Linked DNA regions of Mus musculus: region 1 is linked to region 2. A link is a contact called in public promoter capture Hi-C data. All regions are on one chromosome and are shown on one strand. Each heading gives the region's core, a stretch centred on a gene start, on an enhancer-like site or on the middle of the called end of the contact. The rest is flanking DNA. Distances are from core to core; before and after follow the strand shown. Region 1 overlaps Gm46210 (a long non-coding RNA gene). Region 2 overlaps Zc3h12d (zinc finger CCCH type containing 12D).

The links. Promoter capture Hi-C pulls out the DNA fragments that hold promoters and counts their contacts.
Region 1: a promoter capture Hi-C map of pre-B cells shows a contact between it and region 2, with 5 times the contacts expected there. The contact joins two enhancer-like sites.

Annotation. Positions count from the first base shown.
Region 1 is chr10:9,905,769-9,912,743 of GRCm38.p6, forward strand. All of the region lies in intron 1 of Gm46210 (a long non-coding RNA gene), which reads left to right. Among named protein-coding and RNA genes, the nearest start is that of Gm46210, 7.9 kb to the left of the region's middle. Within about 2 kb of position 2,348, at least 86 of the 459 cell types and tissues checked have an H3K27ac peak or open chromatin away from gene starts, as enhancers often do. A contact at or near this core is called in pre-B cells, where this site is marked.
Region 2 is chr10:7,837,943-7,844,613 of GRCm38.p6, forward strand. Zc3h12d (zinc finger CCCH type containing 12D) reads left to right here. Exons shown (of 6, transcript NM_172785.3): 2 at 1,823-2,206. The coding sequence starts at 1,893. Among named protein-coding and RNA genes, the nearest start is that of Mir5104, 4.9 kb to the left of the region's middle. Within about 2 kb of position 1,824, at least 66 of the 459 cell types and tissues checked have an H3K27ac peak or open chromatin away from gene starts, as enhancers often do. A contact at or near this core is called in pre-B cells, where this site is marked.

The DNA.
Region 1 (6,975 bases), core at 1,098-3,597, 2.1 Mb after region 2:
TTTTAATTAAGGTACCTTATTTTGAGATTTAAAGATTGCATTTTGAGCACTTTGCTCAATTTTATCCCAAGGATGGCTTTGCTTCTAAATCACTCAGGAAAATTAGATTTAAGAGCTGAAGGGCTGGCAGCAAAGTATCTCATATAATTAACTCACATGTCGTAGCAGAGCAAGCTCTGAGCACAAGTTTAATTTAATTTTATTCCCCTGGCCACACCCTTACTGTCCACTGGAAGTTCATCCCTCGTGGAACCTGTTTGACAATGATGCTGTTGCCTGAAACAAAACCCACAGGAAAAGGAAAATTCCCCAAGCCAAGACAGTGCGCATCACATCAGGGCCTTTTGTTGAGCATCCTGGAGCCCTGTGCCCCTCACAAGTGCACACACTCTCTTTTCACAGGCCTCTCACATGGCCATTCATGTTCTTGTGCCTCTCTTGTGCTCACAGGCCTCTAACCTGACTCTGAAGCACCCACCCCTTTAGAAAGCCTCAGCTCACTTGGCTGCTCATGCATCCCGCCTGTGCCTCTCACAGTGCTCATATGCCTCTCCTCTGACTGGAGCTTGCCTCTCCTCAACCCTGCCTCTCAGGATCACTCACAATCCTCACACACCTCTCATGTGCCTCTGCTGCTCAGCGTTGAGCTAGGAAGAAGAGGCTGAGGAGACTTTGATCTGCCCAGAAAGGACCCGAATCCATCTGATGTTGTATTACACACCTGGCACTTCATGCCATCATGAAAAAGCATACCCAAGTGTAAACAAAAACTTTCTAATTGAATCTTTGAATCCAACTTCAGCACTAAAAAAGAAAAAAAAAATCTGTTAGGCCCAGTCAGGATGTTAAATGTGAATCTGAGGTAATTATCCACTCAGCTGTCTCCCTCACCACTCTGAAAATTTTAATGCATTGTTTACTGGGTGGGGCTTTGGGGGAGTTGTGGGGGTGTAAAGGGACACAGGGAGCATTTTCTATGGCTGGCATTTGGAGACCAGAGGACAATCGAGTGGTTCAGGGATTCAGACCCAGGTGGCCATGCTTGTCAGCCAGTGCTTTAACTTGGGAACCTTGGTGGCTCTGACTTTTCATGTTAGGTCTTATCTTATGTAGCATCATTTACTCCATTAGCTAATATCCTTAAGTAATTAAGGGGATAAATTATAAATAGCCTGGGAACCCAAAGGATATTCTTTACAGAAGACAGAGAAGGACCACAGTTGTTTTATCTGGGAGTAGTTTAGTCCAAGCTTGTTCTTGTTCCATAAATCATCCAGAAAGAAAATAACTATGATTTAAAAAACATAAATGCTTAAAGTCCCCAAAGCAAAGGGATATGGATAGTCAAGTACCCATATGATTTCCAAAGAGAGGGACTATAATGTGAGTCTTAGTGTTTTTATGTTTACAACCAACAGGCTGATGCTTTGTGCTTTATTCCACAACAGTCTGCTGCGTGAAGACTATGTGGCAGGTATATTGTGAATATTGTGAAATTTCACGGTCATGATAATATAACAAAATTGACTTGGGGCATCCTACAAGAGAGCATTAAACCATTAGGAAAGCAAAAATCCTTAAAAGATACAGCAGAACCCAGACATAACAAAGCATTTTTTAGTTTTTGAGGATCGTTATTATTTATTTTGTAGTCTCCATGACAACACTCTCTCCCTTGCCATGAAGGTATGTGTCTTCATGGGCCTTTTCTCCCAGAGAATGAGTTCCCTTAAGGGCAGCACCCTAAGACAGGAACCAGGTAGGCTGGGAGATGGATACTAGAAAGATTCTGTTCCCAACTATTCATCCCAAATCAACCACTTTAGTCCACCATGACTATACAATTCCCTGAAGACTTGATCTTTTGAAGAAGCCACAAATGTGGTTTCTCTTCATTTCCTCATAACTGTAACGAGGGTGCTAATGTGGCTTTGTTATTGCAGTATGTGAACATGTTGAAACTTTCAAATTGGTTAGTTCCTATCCAGCTTTCGGCATGGGCTACAGAACCTCTTTTGAGCTCTCATGATCCATGTAGCCCCAGCCTATAGGGAGGTTAAAAAATAAAAAGGAAAAGGGAATAAAAATCAATAAATAAAAGTAAGAGAGATTCCTAAATTTCCTGTTGCTGTTCCACATTACTTTGCAGAAGTAGAGCAGCACTTTTGAGAAGTCCAGGGTAAAACCAGTAATTCCAGACTGGATTTCAAGCCAAAAACCTTTTGCTCAGGGCCAATGTGTTTGTGAAGAAAAATAGAACATTGTAAAGTATTTAGTACCACTGTGGGTCACATCTATTGATGTGTAATGGCCTCTGACCTCTGCGGTTTCCAATATTTCATATTTAGTTCTAAGTCATGAAGTTGGCTTCCTCTTCCTCTAATTTAAAGTAGTATTTTTCCAGGGCCCTTGTACAGTTCTGAAAGGAATGTGTAGCTTGGCTGAATGGCACTGCGTGCTGTCAACACAGGAGCTCCTTGGAAGCCACTGCTTCTTTTCTTGTTCTTTAGCCAGAACCGTTCTGCTTGCTCATGCTGAGAACACGTGTTAAATTCAGGAAACTGGGAGGAAGCTTGTGAGAACATTATCGTCATCCCAAAGTCCAGTGGTTTCCTGTAAAAGGACTTTTTCATTGCAACTGAAACTAAGGGGGGGGGGTACCTACCTGTGACAATATTAGTGCCAGGGTGTACCCGTCAGCTCTTCCCCGGGCGGCTGCTGTTCACCTACCTCACTCCCATGGGTTTCTATTCGTATTTCTTACATCATGTAATAATGGAGAGAGCTTAGTCCACTGAAGTAAAGATACAGGGACCTTAGCTAAACAGTCAGAGAAGTCATGCAACAGTAAAATTTCTGTTTCTTTGTTGGAAAACTGAAGGCACAAATACCTACCTAAGGGAGGCATTGTGAAAATGGAGTCAGAGTAGACGTTTCCTCACACGAACCCAGTGACTTGTAGTAAGATTGAATGGTGGGTATTCACATTATTGTCTAATGTCTATAGCCAGGCTGGGGCAGTTTTATTCCGTTCTTATGACTTACAAATTGCCTAAATGTGGATGGCTCCCAAATCTGTATGCCTGAACAAACCTCTTCCCTGAACCCCAGATTTGATTTATAAAGCCTCTTTCACATCTCCATTTGGATCGTCAGAAGACATTTAAAATTTAATGTTCCAACTAAATCCATCATTTCCAACTGCAAACAGTACTTTATACCTCCCACAATCTTTCTTTCTGTATGTGCCCTTTCGAATGTTTAGGCTCATGCCAGTCTACTCTGAGGGCCTGCTCCCTTACACCCATTCATAGCTTACACACACACACACACACACACACACACACACACACACACACACACACCTACCTCTATAAAGTTCAGTAGCAAGTGTTCCCAGCTCTTCCATTACTTTATGTCCAAAATTTAACAAAGTCTCACCACCATCCCCTTTAGTCTAAGCCAAACCATTTTTCTTCTGTATTTTAGCAGCTTACATGAAACTAACCCCTGTTGTCCAGTCTGAAAAAAAGAAACCCACGTAACTGTAAGGCAGATTATGTTCCACTTATAGTAAACATCCCTGAGACCGTTTTATCTCCCCGTAAATAAAGGTCAAAGTTCTTCAAACAGACCTAGATAGGCCAGGCAGGATCTGTACTCTTCCCTGCCCTCTCTCCTCTCACTCTTTCTCACATGGGGACACTTGCTCTCTTGAAGACAAGTGTACTTGCATCTTAAGGGTTGCTCCCTCTGAGTAAACCAGAGGTCAGCAATTGTCTTATCGGTTAGGCGGATATTAAATATTTTCATTGTTTTGGAGCCTGTATTTCCTGAATGGCAACGAATCAACATTGTCAAAGCTGCCATAGGCAATGTGTAAATGACTGAGAATGGGGGACCTCCGGTGACACTTGATGAGGAGGGGTGGCTGGACTGAACTTGGCCCACCCGACGCTTACAGCAGATACTTTCATGATGTATCCCTACAAGTCCGTCCTGTGCTTTACGGATTATCACAGGCTGATAATATTACAAAGATAAGTAGATTCATCTTATTAATTAGCTTTCTTTGACCTTTTCCTTTTAAAATAGGAATAATCTGCTTGTGCACACACAGAGAGACACCAAGCCCAGCTCTTCCCAGCTCCACACAGTACTTTTACCCCATTGCATTTTTCTCCTTAGCACTGCTATCTGAAGCACTATGCATTTATGTGTAAGGGATTTGGTTTCTTTTTTTATTGCATCCCTGGGACAATTATTAGGACAGAATGAATTAGTAGACTTTGGACTAAAAGACACAACATCCTACACCTTTCAATCTAAGCCAATCTAACCCACTACTCGGTTGACAAACATTTCTCTGAAATGGCAAGAAAATAAGGTCTGCTGTGGAGAGCAAGTCACGTAGTAAGTGCAAAGGAATAAATGACTATTGCAGGTTACAGAAGCTCACTCCTGATTGCTATTACCCCCATTGCACAATTCACATCAAAACACTTAATACCAGTGTCTAAAGAATCAAAGTAAGTCTCCATTTTCATTTCTGATTTTGTTAACTTGGATACTGTCTCTGTGCCCTCTGGTTAATCTGGCTAAGGGTTTATCTATCTTGTTGATTTTCTCAAAGAACCAGCTCCTGGTTTTGTTGATTCTTTGTATAGTTCTCTTTGTTTCTACTTGGTTGACCATATCCAGTGGATAGGCACAGCCCCCAGTTGAGGGATGGGGCCACCCACCCACCTACCTGAAAAATATTAATCCAGAATTCATCCTTCCAAAAGGAAATGCAGGGACAAAGAGTAGAGCAGAAACTGAAGGAAAGACCATCCAGTGACTGCCCCACCTAGGGATCCATCCCATCTGCAGACATCAAACCCAGATACTATTGATGATGCCAAGAAGTGCTTACTGAAAGGAGCCTGGTATAGCTGTCCCCTGAGATGCTCTGTTGGACCAATACAGATGCAGATGTATACAATGAAACATTGGACTGAGCGTGGGGACCCCAATGGAGAAGTTAGGGCAAAGACTATAGGAGATGAGGGGTTTGCAACCCCATAGGAAGAACAATATCAACCAAACAGACACCCCCAAAGTTCCCAGGGACTAAACCACCAATTAGAGAGTACATTACACGGGGGGGTGGGGGGGAGACCCACAGCTCCAGTTGCATATGCCTTATCTGGCATCACTGGGAGGGGAGCCCCTTGGTCCTATGGCAGCTTGATGACTCAGGATAGGGAAACACTAGGGAGCAGCGGAAGGAGTGGATGGGCGGTTGGGGGAGCACCCTCATAGAGGCAGGAGGAGGGGGGTAGGGGGCTTGAAGAGGGGAAACTGGGAAGGGAGATAACGTTTGAAATGTAAATAAATAAAATAAGCAATAAAATAATGAAAAAGTGATTACTTTGCTTCCAGATTAAAAAAAGAAGAAGAAGAAAGTAATATTGCTGGTTTACATAAATGCCATAAATATTTCTGAGATAAAGGAATGAGATGAGAGCCATCCCCAAGCTGTGCAGATGCACCACTTGGGCTGAGCTCAGAGCATTTCTTTTCTGTTCTAACTATGCCTAGGCATAGGGCTGGCAGCGTCCATACTATCTAATATTCCAAGCTGACTGATTCAATCCAGCCTCTTTCAGCTTCTGACTGAATTGCTCTGCTTAGCTTCATACTAACTTTAGCGGTTTGTTCTAATCTTCTGGCTCCTTCTCATTCTCTAGATCATCTGTCTTCCGTGTCTAGCTTGTTCTTTCTGAAACCTGTCTCTGTACAACTGGCCTCCTGTTGCTCTTAAGTAGCCTCTTTCCCATGCTGTTCTGGTGAGAGTTGGGAAGATCCAACTTTTGACTCATTCTGTCAGATCTTACTCTGATGTGTCACTTTGTCTGACCCTCAACTAGATGCCAATTTAAACATGGCTGCTTCTTTCTACAAACTTACCTTACCTCCATTGTTAGGGGTTAAAGGTGTGGACTAAGGGTATGTCTTTAGTGTAGCCAGATCTTACTATAATCAAGGTCATGTCTTCATTCCTGTGGGATCAAGTGGACCTAGAAGATCTTTGAATGTGATCCCTTCCCAGAGCAGCCACATTTCTGGATTAAAATTCCATCTACTGATTTATGTTCACACTTCTGGCCATCCTTTATGTCTAACTTTACATCTTCAGAAATAATTTGTATAGTCAGTGGGATTGCGTCTCCTTTTCACCAACTATCACCCAATAATTCAAGCATCCACTACAAAGACCAAACACAGGCAAGCTCCCATGCTATCATTTAAGAAATGTAGGTTATTAAATTTTCATGAGCTGATCCTACAGCAGTATCACAGACCCACCTGTTTCTGTCAGTAATTCAACCTGAAAGCTATCAATTATATTTTAAGTGGAATGATCATACATCACAATATTATTTACTGTTTCTGCCTAGTACACAGGGGAGTCCCTGTGCTGATTTTAATATGAGTTTTTATTACTTCTAAAGTGATCAAGTTTCTGAGATATATAAAGGCATGTCTAATATCAAACCTTCATCTCCCAGGGAAAGGCTTGACACATTCAGATAAATTAGGGTGAGTGTTTTCTATACCTTTAAATAGTTGGGATGCTATTGGCCAGAGAAGTACTTTACTGTTCAAAGAACTTAGAAAAGAGATGGTGGGTGGGGCTAATCAATGAGTAAACAGGCAAACAAAATGAAAAGTAAGCCAAAACAGCTGCGGCAGAATGAAGCCATTCGGCTGCTGTCCTCGAGCATGGGTTGTGATGTCCAATTAGCAAATACAGGATCTGAGATTTCTTGGCTTCTGTACAACTCCAATTGCTGTTGTAGTAGCAGCCAAGTGATTATCCTGGAACACTTTAGGGGCAGGGACAGAAATCCGGGGCATTATGATCACCATAGTACACACTGGGATCCCCGTGTACATGAGAAACTCTGCATTTTCAAATGCTAAAATTAT
Region 2 (6,671 bases), core at 574-3,073:
ACTTGGCGTCCTTTCTGTAGTCACTAGGGGTTGGGGTAGATGGAAATATGGTTAGATTTTTGTTGATATAATTCTGGGTCCAAGCCAGAGGGCTTGCACAGAGGCAGAGTGGGAGCAAACATTCTGGGGCAGCAGTAGAGGTCTCTCTGTCTAGAAGGTTGTACTTGAAACGCTCTGTGCTTGGCAGCCTCTGACTTAGTCTGTCCCGGTTCCTGCCCTGGAAGGACAGGTCTTCAGAAGCACGTGACAGCCAAGTGGGAGGCTAGCCCAGAAGCACACCTCCTGCTAAGGATTCATACAGAAGATTGGGTTGCAAAGGTGAAGAGTCCATAGCATTGGGAAGGGGGTGGGGCAGTGAAAGGAGCATGCGCAAGAATCTTCAGTAAGCAGCATCTGTAGCAGTGGAAAAACAGGAGTCGGACTAAAATTTGCGTCATTCGGCGTATGGTTAACCCTAAAGACCATCATTCATTCATTCATTCATTCATTCACCATCAAGTTTGATTCTGGGCATACAACAGCCAGATCATGGAAACTGGCGGGACAAGATGTTCAATCTGAGTTTTAAAGGACAAAGGCAAGCTGCTGACTAACGATACACACAGCTCGGCATCATGCATGCAAAAATAAGCCAGAGGCAACCCCAAGACCATATCCGTGTGTCTCTATTAAATGCAGGTGGGTGCAAAGAGAAAGCGCTGGAGTCGTGCGTAGGAGGCGCTGGAGGTGTAGAGCTTGTTTTATACCTTCTTTCTACTTCTGCGCTGTTGGGCTCCTTTATGGGGACTAGGTTTTCATGGATCATCTGTATAGTTTTACACATTTTTGAATGGTGTCAAGTTTCTGTGACTAGCAGAGAGTCCCGGAGTGCCCTGAGTATTCCATTTTCTCCCTTTGAACACAACTGTCAGGTGCAGGCTCTTCATTGTCACCTCTACACAGGAGATATGACAGGCCATGCTGAGTGTCCCCAGAGGAAGAGCCCAATATGAGTCTGGATTGTTTATTTTTAAGGTTAAGTGTAATCTGAGTCAGTCAATTGAGCTAGACTGCAGAGTTGGGTTCCCGGGTAGCCTTGCCTGTCTGGGAGGGGCCGGCCCCCTTCTGTGAGTATTCTCTTGTGGGTGAGCCAGCAGCCTATACTGCCTGCCAGGATTGCTATAACCAGGACCGATGTAGCCATTTTGGCAAGCAAGGGCTGACACAATAGAAAGCCACTGTGTTCTGGAGGCTGCAAGTTCTAGATCAAAGAGTCAACAATGTTGGTTCCTTCCCTGGTCTCACGCCCTAACCTGCTCACAACCACAGGAGTCCCTCCACCCTCCTAAGCTAATATGTGTGTGTGTCTAAAGTACCTTGTCTCTTCTTGTAGAGCATCTGTTTAGGGTGAAGGTATGTCCCCAAGGACCTGATTTGAAAGGTCTTTTTCTCCAAATACTGTGACACCCGGAGGTATTGGTGCTAACCACTTCAGTACAGAAATCTGGGTGGATGGCATCTTGCTCCTAACAGAGTCTCTAAAAAGGTTTGTCTGGTTTGGTGCCCTACTTGGCTCTTGCCACCCTGGGCCCTGGTTAACTTTCCCTGTACAGGCACACAGGAACAAAGGCATCAGAGAATACACTAAAAGTAAAAGAGGCATAATTGCATCGGTGGCTTGCCAGCCACACCAAGCAAATGAAAATCCCCAAGGGGACCTGGAGCCACATGATTTCCTGATAGATAACGCCACGAGGGAGGAGCACGCTGCGTGCCCTTCTCACCCGGTAGCCTGCCTGCCAGGCTGCTCGGCAAACACCTGACGACTGTTTTTTCATTTTAGCTCATGCCTGTGCTGTTCTGCCAGGAGGAAGCTTGGGGCAGGAGCCGGGCCAAGCAACAGCTGGCACAATATGGAGCATCGGAGCAAGATGGAATTTTTCCAGAAACTGGGCTACAGCCAGGAGGACGTGGTCAGGGTGCTGGGCAAACTGGGTGACAGTGCCTTGGTCAATGACGTGCTTCAAGAGTTGATCCAGACCGGCAGTCGCCCAAGGGCCCAGGAGGATCCAGCCAGTGGCACCGGGGTAGTGCTGATTCCCCGGGGATGCTGCGGGGTCCAAGACTCTGCCCAGCAGGGCCTGGGACCAGGCCTAGAAGAGGCTGGCGGAGATCCAGCCCGCTTCCTGCGGCCCATAGTGATCGATGGCAGCAATGTGGCTATGAGGTAGCATCTTTGGTTTCCTTCATCTTATTACTGAGCGCTGGGGCCAGAGACCTTGTTATCAGGAGTCCTGGGAAACATTTCCTCTCTGTGGTTTGGTTCAAAGAGTTTTAGGACTGATGGATGAATTTTTAAAAACTATTCTACAAATCAATAGGTTTCCTAATGGCATAGTCATACATGTATGTCACATGCTTGGCCCACACTTTCTACTACCCCTCTTGTCTCTTCTCCTTTCTTCCCACTGGTCCCCTCCCTCCTCAACAAATAGTCCCCTTATCCTTCCCTGCTATATATATATATATACACACACACACACACACACACACACACACACACACACACACAATATATAAAGTGAGATTCCATATATATGCCATCTCCGACTTTCTGAGTCTGGCTTCTATTGATTAAGATGAATCTTAAGTATTATTGTTTTCCTGCAAACGACATAATCATCATTTTTTAAAATGTATATGCCATTGTGTATACACATTACATTTCTTTTAGTCTCCAGACTAAAAAGACCCTTTAATTATTTATTAAAATCCATACATCTCTGCAGAGAAGCAATAGTAATTGTGCACATATATGGCATAATACGTATCATTGTAAGCCATTCATGGCTTTGAAAGTAGATGGGCCCCAGATCCAGGCCTGCAGGAAAAACTAAAAAGTAGATTCCCATCAGTTCTGCAGATACCTGGATTTTAACCCAAAAACTCCTCTCAGGCTTCAGAAACAAAAGCTGCTCCAGAAACAAAAGCACACTAAGACGTGGTATTGTGAGCCATCAAATGACAGCAGGTGTTAGCCTGCAGGGACCATCTGGAAGGTAACTTTCCAGTAGTTGCAGGGGGGAGGGGGTCGTAGTGAGGAACAGCTACCCAAAGTCAGGCTACTGTTCTCTATGAGCAAAGGCATGGGTATCTGGACTGACTCTATGACCCACATACCGTGAGGAGGGTTTTGGCAGAGATGGGTGTGAAAGCTGATGCTGTGCTTGGTTTAGGTTCTTCTGGGTATACATACCAGAGGCAGTACAGCTAGAGCAAATGCTAGCTCTCATTTTACTTTGTTGGGTTCCTTCTCTCTCTCTCTCTCTCTCTCTCTCTCTCTCTCTCTCTCTCTCTCTCTCCCTCTCCCTCTCTCTCTCTCTCTCCTTTCTTTCTCCTAGATCAGACTTTCAAACCCTGTTCTGTATCTTGGTAGCTGTGTGAACCAGGCAAATTGCTCTCTGGTTCTGTGATGTGGAATCAACCCTTCCTAGTAGGGAGCTAGGAAAAGTGCCTGTTGTAGCCTGCTCAGCAAGTTGATGCTAACCATGCTCACAAGAGGAGCAGCTTTCTTCAGAAGGAACGAAGCAAGTGACAGACAGGAGCCCAGGGTTAGGTGTTGGCAGATAGGGCTCCTTCTATGGAGTCTGTCCCCAGCCAGCTGTGTTATTCTGGAAAGGCGAGAGTACTCGGTTCCTCTCTGTGGAGAGCAGGCCGGTAGATCTCCACCTTTAGGGCCTGAGAACCAGAAGTGCTTAGGTTGTGCTCAAAGCCCTCTGCTTGGGGCCGGTGGTGAGGCAAGGCTGCAGTTCTTGTGTGTCTGCTCCCATCTTGAGCTGCAGACGGGGCCAGGTCAGTCTTTGTAACTTGGCTTCTTCCTTGTGTGCAGAGATTCCAGCTTGATGGCGCGTGTGGCTATTGTGCCTGATCTGGCAAAGCTCCGCTGTGGCCCAATCTCCCAAGATTCCACCCTCAGTGCTGGGTGAGGAGGGCATTGCGCAAACTTGGCTGAGTTACAGGCGGGCAGAGGGCAGAGTCATAGGAAATAGCTCACTCACAGCTATAAATACTCGCACTTCCCCTTTTAAAAGCTGAGTAGGAATTCCGAAAAGCAGTTATCAGCGGCTCCAAACATGTCGACAAGCATCTGAGGCTCCCCCCAGGGATCTGAGCTCACTTTGAATTTGGCAGTGTAGGACAGAAGTTTGGAATGGTTCAGCCCTGTGGGTGTCCCCACGCGCCCAGCATGGTGTGCCTTAAGAATATGCCCCCCCCCCCCCTTTTATCGGCTAGGTTTGCCCACAGGGATAGTATCAAGTGGTGATGGAGCCCCTGGCTCCTACTGTGCATTCGCGCTTTCGCTGTCTCTCCTACGCCCCTTTTCGGCAGCAGACGGGAAACCTACGACATCTTGGTCTGTGAGGTGTTAAAGAGACAATGTTAGGGCGTTTCTATTGCTGTGATGAGACACCATGGCCAGAAATAATTCGGGGAGGAAAGGTTTAATTGGCTTTCAGGTTACAGTTCATCTCAGGAGAAGCCAAAGTGGAAACTCAGGGCAGGAACTCAGAGACAGGAACCGAAGCAGAGGCCAACGAGGAATTCTACTTACTGGTCTGTTCTTCACAGCTTCCTCAGCCTGCCTTTTTGTTTTGTTTTGTTTTTTTTTTAAATACACACCAGGACCACTTGCCCAGGATATCAATACCCACAAGGTCTAGACCCTTCACATTAACCTCTGACTAAGAAAATTCCCCATAAATTTGTGTATAAATCTGTCTGACAGAGGCATCTTCTCAACTGTGGTTCCCTTCTGTCCCTAACTTGTCAAGTTGAGAATAAACTAGCCAGGACAGAGGCTTGAGAGAATCCAGTGGCCAGTGAGGTTGCTCAGCTGATAAAGATACCTGTTGCCAAATCTGAAGACCTGAGTTTTCTCCCTGAGACCCACGTGGTAGAAAGAGAAACGGGGAGTAATGCTAGCTGTCCTCTGACCTTCCCACGTATGACTGTACCAATCAATAAGTGTAAATTAAAAATGTTCTAGCAGCCTTAGAAAGTGCAGGGGAAGAGATACCTGACTTCTGCGTGATCTGGACAAAGCTTACTAGGCAGTGATTGAAAAAGGGTCTGATTGTAGGCATCACTAACCAAATCAAAGCCCATGTCAGCCCCAAGATGGAACAAGTTCCCAAGTTTGAGAGAAAGTGCTGGAGTGGCCATATCACAAACAGACTACCTCAGGAAGAAGCATTCTCCTTGGGAATCAGAGAACACTGTTGAAAATGAGGCTAGAGAGCTCATGGGTTTTTTTGGGGGGCTGGAGGATGGAACTCTGCTGCAGTCTGGAATTCAAACTGAAACTACATCTTCTATCTGTACATGACAACATGACTATGAAGTAAGTGTCTTAGGTCAATCTATTCAGTACTACCACTGCCACCCAACCCTCCCACTGTAGTCAGTTTTATCTTCCCACGCTTAATCTGTGTGGGTTGCAAATGGAAACCCTCACACAGACTCACTGCAAAAAACATGTCAACGTCTAAGTGTTTTCCTATACTTTCTGTCTACCAAATACTTCAGTGTGAGTGTGTGTGTGTGTGTGTGTGTGTGAATGCTCACGCGTGCACATGCACACACACACACACACACACACACACACACACACACACACACACTTCTTTGCTCCTTGGATCCTAGGGAGAAGAACAAATAATATAACAACCCCTTGACTATGGACTGTAATTAATTTCTCTTAAAGGCCAAGTTCTAAGAGCACAGAGGAGGTCTATGTAGATTCTCTGCCCCTCCACTGTGCCCTCCAGGGGACAGTTTGTTCCCAGGGCCAACCAGATCCTCAGCCATGAAAAAGATGACCACAGAGAGCCCCCCCTTCGCCCCCTTTATAGAGAATGCAGGATGGAAACTCAAACTGGTGTCTCACTTCCTACAGAGAACAGATTTTTTAAAAAGATTATTTTATGTACGTTGGTGTTTTGACTGCATGTATATCTGTGTGAGGATGTCAGATCCCCTGGAATGGGAGTTACAGGCCATTGTGAACTGCCATTCTGGTGCTGGGAATTGAACCTGGGTTCTCTGGAAGAGCAGTCAGTGCTCTTAAATGCTGAGCCATCCCTCCAGCTCCTGAACACAAAATTCTATTAATCCCAGAAAGATGCTCTTAGGAGGTCCTCCTCGTTTGAGGTTCATAGGATCCCAGACACTGCTACCCTCTGCTTTGAGAGGTGAGGCTGCTGTCTGCTCTCGGGGGAACAGAGTAGAGCTTGAAGCCTTGAAGTGGTGGTGGGACATGTGTCTTTTTATCCCTAACCTATAAGCAGCATGGCTACTGTTGGCAGGGACAACTTCCACAGCTGGCTGTCCTTCCCTCCCCTGGAGCTGGTGGTGGCCCATGCCACTGCTTAGAGAAAACAGAAGCCTCACTTTTGGTAACAAGGCTTGCTCCTCCCTCAACCCCCCAGTTGTCGGGAAGTTTCCTGCAGTCTAACACCTGCTGTCATTTGATGGCTCACCACACCACCACGCCTTCACGCCTTCATGTGCTTTTGTTTCTGGAGCACAGACTGATGGGGAATCTACTTTTTAGTTTTTCCTGCAGGCCTGGATCTGGGGCCCATCTACTTTCAAAGCTATGAGTGGCTTGCAATGATATGTATTATGGCATA